2 separate regions of the Gossypium hirsutum genome follow, and region 2 is linked to region 1. Evidence: chromatin contacts called from public Hi-C data. All regions are on one chromosome and are shown on one strand. The core of a region is the stretch at or near the end of the contact, and the rest is flanking DNA. Distances in the headings are between cores, read along the strand shown. Region 1 holds the start of LOC107914753. Region 2 holds the start of LOC107914750 (receptor-like kinase TMK4).

The links. A called contact is a pair of places that touch in the nucleus more often than the background predicts.
Region 2: a Hi-C map of leaf shows a contact between it and region 1, with 2.1 times the contacts expected there. The contact joins the promoter of LOC107914750 here to the promoter of LOC107914753 in region 1. A contact is called at or near these places in 16 of 34 Hi-C or Micro-C datasets (anther, callus, hypocotyl and 2 more).

The regions. Positions count from the first base shown.
Region 1 is chrD10:26,166,816-26,170,289 of Gossypium_hirsutum_v2.1, reverse strand. It overlaps LOC107914753, which reads left to right and starts at 1,447. Exons shown (of 3, transcript XM_016843776.2): 1 at 1,447-2,201; 2 at 2,390-2,539; 3 at 2,695-3,180. The coding sequence starts at 1,557. The coding sequence ends at 2,991. It overlaps LOC107914755 (a long non-coding RNA gene), which reads right to left. Exons shown (of 2, transcript XR_001689000.2): 2 at 3,449-3,474.
Region 2 is chrD10:26,297,560-26,301,323 of Gossypium_hirsutum_v2.1, reverse strand. It overlaps LOC107914750 (receptor-like kinase TMK4), which reads right to left and starts at 2,198. Exons shown (of 4, transcript XR_005919296.1): 1 at 1-2,198.

The DNA of each region.
Region 1 (3,474 bases), core at 198-2,697:
AAAACTCCTCCGGAGAGGATAAAAACCACGGACAAAAAGAGGCTTCGGGTTTTCACTAAATGAATAAACAAATGAGAGTACAATATGGAGAAAATAAACCTAAATGTACTAAACGTACAAACCCAAACCCCAAATAAAAAACATTAACTTGGGAATAGAATTCTCTCCATAATTACCACGAAACTGTCACCGAAGCTCATATGCGGTTACATCTTGTCGCCCTTAAAGAAAAATCTTTACTGATTGGCATGTTTGAACCCAGGTTACGAAGGCCCTTTGAATAGACTAAGATTAGAGGGTTAATCATACTAAAATAACCCTGAAATAATTAGAGTCTAATTGAGAGAAGAAGTCCTACTTGGAGTATAAAATGCGACTACTTTAGGTAAGATATTGACGCAACATCATGACTCTCCTCGTCATGGTGTCGCCCTGCTCTTGCCTTAAGAGATTGTCGCCTCATCTCAACAACTCTCGTCATGACATCGTCCCTTGCTCATCGTGTTGTCATAACGTCATATATATCTCCTCATTATGACATCGTGCATCTGTCTCCGATAAGCAATATTATTGGCTCTCCAATTTTTACTTCTTTTGTCTCTTACATAGCTTTTTTTCATTATAAGAAAAAAAAAGAATATAATTTGTTTTTACAATTTGGGTTTTGAATGAATTGGAAATTTGAATTGAGTTAAAAAAGAAATTATGTGGTATATTTTGTAATTTTTTTCTTAAAAAATGGCACTAAGTCGATTTTACAAGCTTCTGTAATATCAATTCAGGATGTTCTTCAAGGGCATAGAACTCAACTTGAAAATGTTACTAATTTGATTTCGAGGAACACTAAATAAGCATGTAATGATCTATCTTTTGTTTTGTTTTGTATTATTTTTAATTTGTCATTGGATTCTATTGAATGATAATTTTCTTTGTTTCCCATACATATTAGTTCTTCAACAAAAACATATCAGAGAATTTATTTTTATAGAATTTTTTATATGATTTTCTATTTTTAAAATGATTTTGACTTTTTAAAATAATTTTTATATAGAATTAGAATCAAATCGACAGAAAATACAAAAGCTAAGGACTAAAATTGTTATTATACCAACTAAAAAAATGTCACTTAATAGTCAAGTGATGGAAAAAAAAATCGAAACCGTTCGTTACCAAATTGTAACTTTTTTAGTTAAGTGATTAATAGTGTAGTTTATCTTTTTTTTTGCAATAGAAATAATAAAAATCGGCCTTTAAGATATCGGGTATAAAATTTGAAAACTTCAAGCATCAAATTGATATAAAAAAGAATATTTAGGTATCAAAGTGATAATTGGATGTGTAAATAATGCATTAACCCTTTCCCTAGTTTATTTACTAAAAAAATTAAATTATCACTCATGAAAAAACATATATATAAATAAATATCCCACATGATATAACCGTTAAAGGTTCAAATTTCAAAAACCCTATCAATAAAAATATGTCCGTTAGATCTCATTTAACACTATTAACCACAATTTTCAAAGAGAAATTACCTAAAGAGACAAAAAGAAGCAATGAAACACCACCAGCTGAGTTCGTCATCTTCTTCAATGAAATCGACCACCATTACCATGGAAGATGATGTCCGTACCGAAACCCGAGACAGCTGCTACTTCCCTGGTTGCAGAAAAGACGCCAATTGCAAGTGCGAAATCTGTTTGGCCAGCATCAATGCCACTCTCGATCTCATGCCCCTCAGCGTTCAGAAGAGTTCATTCACTAAACTCTCTGCTTCCAAGCCTAAATACGCAAACCACTCTCCCATCTCTTTCGATCCTTCCATTACATCCACATCGAGTTCTTGTTGCTTGGTGGAATCTCCGGCTCTTAAATCAACTGCCAGATTAAACTTGAGAGAAAACAAGGAGAAAAAGAAGAAGAAAGAGGAGGGGAAAAAAGGTGGTTTCCAAAGTGTATTTTGGAAGTTATTAATGGGTTTGAATTTGGTTTTCGTAATGGAGGTTGGGTTTTCTTGGGGTGTAGGTGGGTTTTTGAAGCCTGTTTTGACAAGCGATGTTGCGAGAAGCATTGGTGAAAGGGCTTCAATTATGCAAGATTTGAATGGAAAATTGAGGTTCTTGCAAAATGAGTTGAAAGGATTTCATAATCTCAAGGTTTCTAATTGCAGCAATACGGATTCCGTATGGGAAATTGATCAGGTTCAAACTTTTTTCTTTTAATTCTCCCCAAGTTCTGTGCTTAAAACCTATGGCCTATTACTGTTACTCGAGGGCATCTTCTACATATTTGAGGGTGTAATTACTTGTTACCATTTTTATCTCTGTCCAACACAAATATTTTAATGAAGATTGAAAAACCGTGATAACTTTTGGAGTAATAATTGCAGGGTAGTTTGCTTCTAAATTCGCGTTGTTTGTTGTATAAATCGGCAATGGAAGAGGTCAAGATTTGGGGGTGGCCTTTGCAAACTGCTGGATTGCTTACTACTGGGTTTTCTTCCAAATCATTTACTATCTTATCTGGCAGAGTAACTGAAGTAAATGACAATCTACTTATCCTTGTTTTTCTTTTTGATTAATATAAAAAGGACCCTTAGGATCAATTTGATTGTCATTGCTGCTGCCTGTTTTGGATTTGCTAGTGCTGATGTTATCATAAATTTTCTTCTTTTTTTTTTAAAAAATTTTGCAGTGGTCCTATGGAAGGAATGGATTTATTACAACAAGAAAGGCAAATGCATCATGGGTACAAAGCAAATGGGGTGCCTCCGTAATACAAATGGATCCCAACACATGGATCTTTGAGTATCGAAGGAGCTGGATATTGGACAACCCCAGATTAATTTCAGCAACACTGCTGGAGCTGTTGAAAGATAGGTTGACAAAAATGGTGAAAAAGATGAGTGAAGAATTTTTGCTCTTCTTTGTTTTTGATATCCAATTCATTGAATTTTCGAGAAATGAAGATCAACTTATGATCCCAACTTGAAAGAGGGCTAATTCTGGATTTCAGTTATCCACTTCTCATTCCTTATGAGCAGCTTTTTATTAGTTTAATTTTTCCTCCAAATTTCTTTACGTGAATTTGGTTCTGTTTATGACTAGATACTTGAATCATTGTGTGATTGATGGTTCATTAAGATGCTAGAAAATACAATCATCATCAGTATTGGCCAGAATTTTTATTTCAATGTCCAATAATGAAGAAAAAAGTCTCATCTCCAAAATTCAAAAAAAAAAATGTAGTTACATTGCATTATATTATTCCTATATCCCCCTAAACCATGAAACACATGAAAAGGCCCACCCACAAGGCCTCCAACAGCTAAATGAGGCCACCAGCACAACCGGTTGTTGCACCAGCTGGTCTCTGTCATGCACATATATTGTGGGTATCTTTTCCCCATACCCCACAAGAAAGCTCATTTTCAAATGGCTACTACTGCTCAGGACAAAAACAAGTTTTTTACTA
Region 2 (3,764 bases), core at 949-3,448, 130 kb before region 1:
CAGGTGAGCGGAGCATATCCATTTTCCCGCCATTCAAAGAGATGCTGACTTAGGGTACCTTGAGGCATATACTCGTAAGCCAAGAGTCTCTCATTACCATTAATACAGTAACCCAAAAGTGCAACCAGATGCCTATGCCTAACTTTTGTAAGCACTGCAATTTCTGCCTGAAACTCATTCATTCCTTTAGTACCGGTCGACACACATTCCATCCTTTTGACAGCAATCTGTGTGCCATCATGCAGTTCCCCTTTATAAACAACCCCGAAACCACCTCTTCCTAAAACATTGGCCTCACTGAAATTATCTGTCACTTGTCTTAGTACTTGGATTGAGATCACTACATTTCCACCCTCAAGAAAATGGCGGTCACTACGATCCCCACTGCTTTGGCTTAGCATTTCACTGGGAACTCCCCCATTCTCATTCATTCTGCCACCGTTTTCTGGACTCTTAACCACACCCCTCTCAGCATCACTGCCCTCCACCTTACCAAATTTTCCGTACCGCTTGTTCATAACATACTTATAAGAAACAAAGCAAACAACAGCAACAAAAATCAATACACCAGCAATAATACCGACAATCATAGCAATCGAATTCTTACTATTGCCACTTTTCAAGTTACCATCCGAACCTCCAGCGGCTGCTCCAGATCCTGAATCTCCTCCATCACCAGAACCACCAGATTTTCCAAGTAAACTATTCCCCGAGTATGAGAATTTTACTGAATTCGAAAATTTTGGGATGTCTCCACTAAGATTGTTATTAGACACATCAAGAAGCTGCAAACTAGTCAACTTAGTCAGACTATCAGGAATTGAACCAGTTAATCCGTTACCACTCAGATTCAAGTTCTTCAATGATATGAGATTGGCAAAGGCCGCAGAAATCGTCCCGACCAAGTTTTTCTTTTCCAGATTCACTGTAATCACATTCTTTTGTGAATCACAAGAAATAAAGGACCATTCGCAAGCATCATTCCCAGGCCACTTATCAGAAAGAGGCACAGGGTACCCAAAACCCCCAGCAATCTCAAGCAATATAGTAACTTGAGGATCACAAGGATCCCCATTACTATTACAGAAATTATTGTTTCCATCAACAACTTTTTTCTCAACTGAGGTAGGAAATTCTGGGAAAGGACCCTGCAATTTATTATTAGACAATGAAACATTCTTCAAGTTTGGAAGGTCAATTAAAGATTTGGGAACCGGCCCTGTCAACTGATTGTCTCTAAGCTGAAGATCGAAAATATCCAAACATTTAGACAAATCTGGGATCGGACCCGTAAACAAGTTTTTCTGAAGCCAAACCTGAGACAACTGTGTCATGTTGGATAAAACTTGTAAAGTACCATTGAACCCAACATCCTGATTGTTGATCCAAAGATTCTGAACCATTGAAACACCGAGAGAAGCTGGTAATGTGCCGCTCAAATTGTTGTAAGACAGCCTTATACTTTTCAAGCTGTTCATAGAATCGAAGATATCAGGCAAGGAACCGAACAAGCTGGTGTTGTCTAGTTGAAGTTCAACGAGTCCCGTCGATTGGGACAAATCTGGGAAAGTCCATGGACTTAAACCGGCATTGTCACTCAAACTCAGCTTTTGCAAGCTGGTTAATTCGGAGAAGGCGTTTGGGGATATAGAGGTGAAGGCGTTGCTGTCAAGGTAAACCTCTTGTAAGCTGGAGAGGTTGGCCAAAGATGGGATGGTCCCGGACAAAGCGTTGCGTTGGAGTGACAAAGTCTGGAGCTCCGACAAGGCGGCGATGTCGGGGGAAAGGGTCCCAGACAGGGATTTGGAAGAGAGGTTGATGGAAGTAACGCTGTTGGATTTGTCGCAATTTATGCCAGGCCACTTGCAGTAGTTGTCTGAAGAAGTGGAAGACCACCCAGTGGGAGGAGGGCGGAAGGATGAAGCTATCTTGAGCATGGTTGCGCCGTCGTCCCCGGCGGCGAGAAAGGCGGAGAAAAGGAGGATGGGAAGGAGGATATGGTGGCGGTTAAGCATTTTTGCTTTTGGGTTAGTTTCGGAAACCAAAACAGTTGGATTATCCAACAACGATGGTGTTTGTTGGATTGTTCTTTGAATATGGTTTTTTTCTTTTTTTTCCTAACAGTGAAAAGAAAGAACAGTGTTTTAGGGCAAGGGAATTCTTGGGGGAAAGACAAAAGAAATAATGAAAGGGAATTTTCTTAGTTGGAATTTTTTTAAAAGAGAGAATATCTTACCTGTTTCTTTTCTTTTTTTTTTTCCTAAAAAAAAGTTAATATGTAAAGTACTAAAAATAATTTAAATTTCACATACATCCCTATCAATTTCAAATATGAGCAAAATAGTCCATCTAAAAATAAAGTACTTATGTCCCGTACTTTTAAAAAATGGATAAGGAAAAAAATGAAAATAGCGTCAATTATTATCCAATCCAACTCTGAATTTTGACTTTTTTTTTAAATATTATATAATAAGAAAACAAAAAGTCCGTACATTATTAAAATTAAAAAACTAATAAAATTATAAAAAATGTTTTAAAATTTTATATATTAAAAATAAAAAAACAAATAGATATTACTAAAAGACTCCAAAGTTTCGAAAAAAAAAATTTGTAAATAGTATCGCGTAACTTTTAAATTTTAATAAAAAAGCGTGAAAATTCTAAAAACAAACTATAAGAGCACGTTTAGTTCGCTGGATTGGATTAGAGGTGTATTAGATTAAAGGTGTAATAGCAAATCAACTGTTTGGTTGAATGTAATGGAATAGAGGCGTAACAGTAATCTTGTGTTTGGTTGAATGGAATAGAGGTGTAATAGCATAATGGAAAAAACTAAATGACTAGAATACCCTTAGCATAAATTTGTTTTAGTAAATGATTATTGTTATTGTTATTTAAATTTTAATAAAATTATTATTATCAATAATAAATAATTTAATCATATTTAAACATAATTATTATTAAATATATTTTAATTAAAATATATAATTTAATAAAATTCTTAATAATTAGCAGAAATTTGTTTTGGTAAATTATTATTGTTATTTTTATTTAAATTTTAATAAGATTATTAATATCAATAATAAATAATTTAATCATAGTTAAACATAATTATTATTAAATATATTATAATTAAAATATATAATTTAATAAAATTCTTAATAATTAATATTCTTATATGAATTTACTCAAATCATAATATATGATACTGTAAAATATAAATTAACATAATTTTTATTAAATATATTATAATTAAAATATATAATTTAATAAAATTCTTAATAATTAATATTCTTATATGAATTTACTCAAATCATAATATATGATACTGTAAAATATAAATTAACACAATTATTATTAAATATATTTTAATTAAAATATATAATTTAATAAAATTCTTAATAATTAATATTCTTATATGAATTTACTCAAATCATAATATATGATACTGTAAAATATAAACTAACATAATTATTATTAAATATATTATAATTAAAATATATAATTTAATAAAATTCTTAATAATTAATATTCTATATATGAATTTTCTCAAATCATAATATATGATACTATAAATGAAAATTTGAAATAATTAATATTAAATATATTTTAATTAAAATATATGATTTAATAAAATTTAAAATAATTATAACTAATAAATTATATTTTATGAATTTGTATAATTTAAAAAAATAATTATTACATATAATTTAATAATAATATATAATTTCATAAAATTCTTGATAATAAATTTTCTTATATGA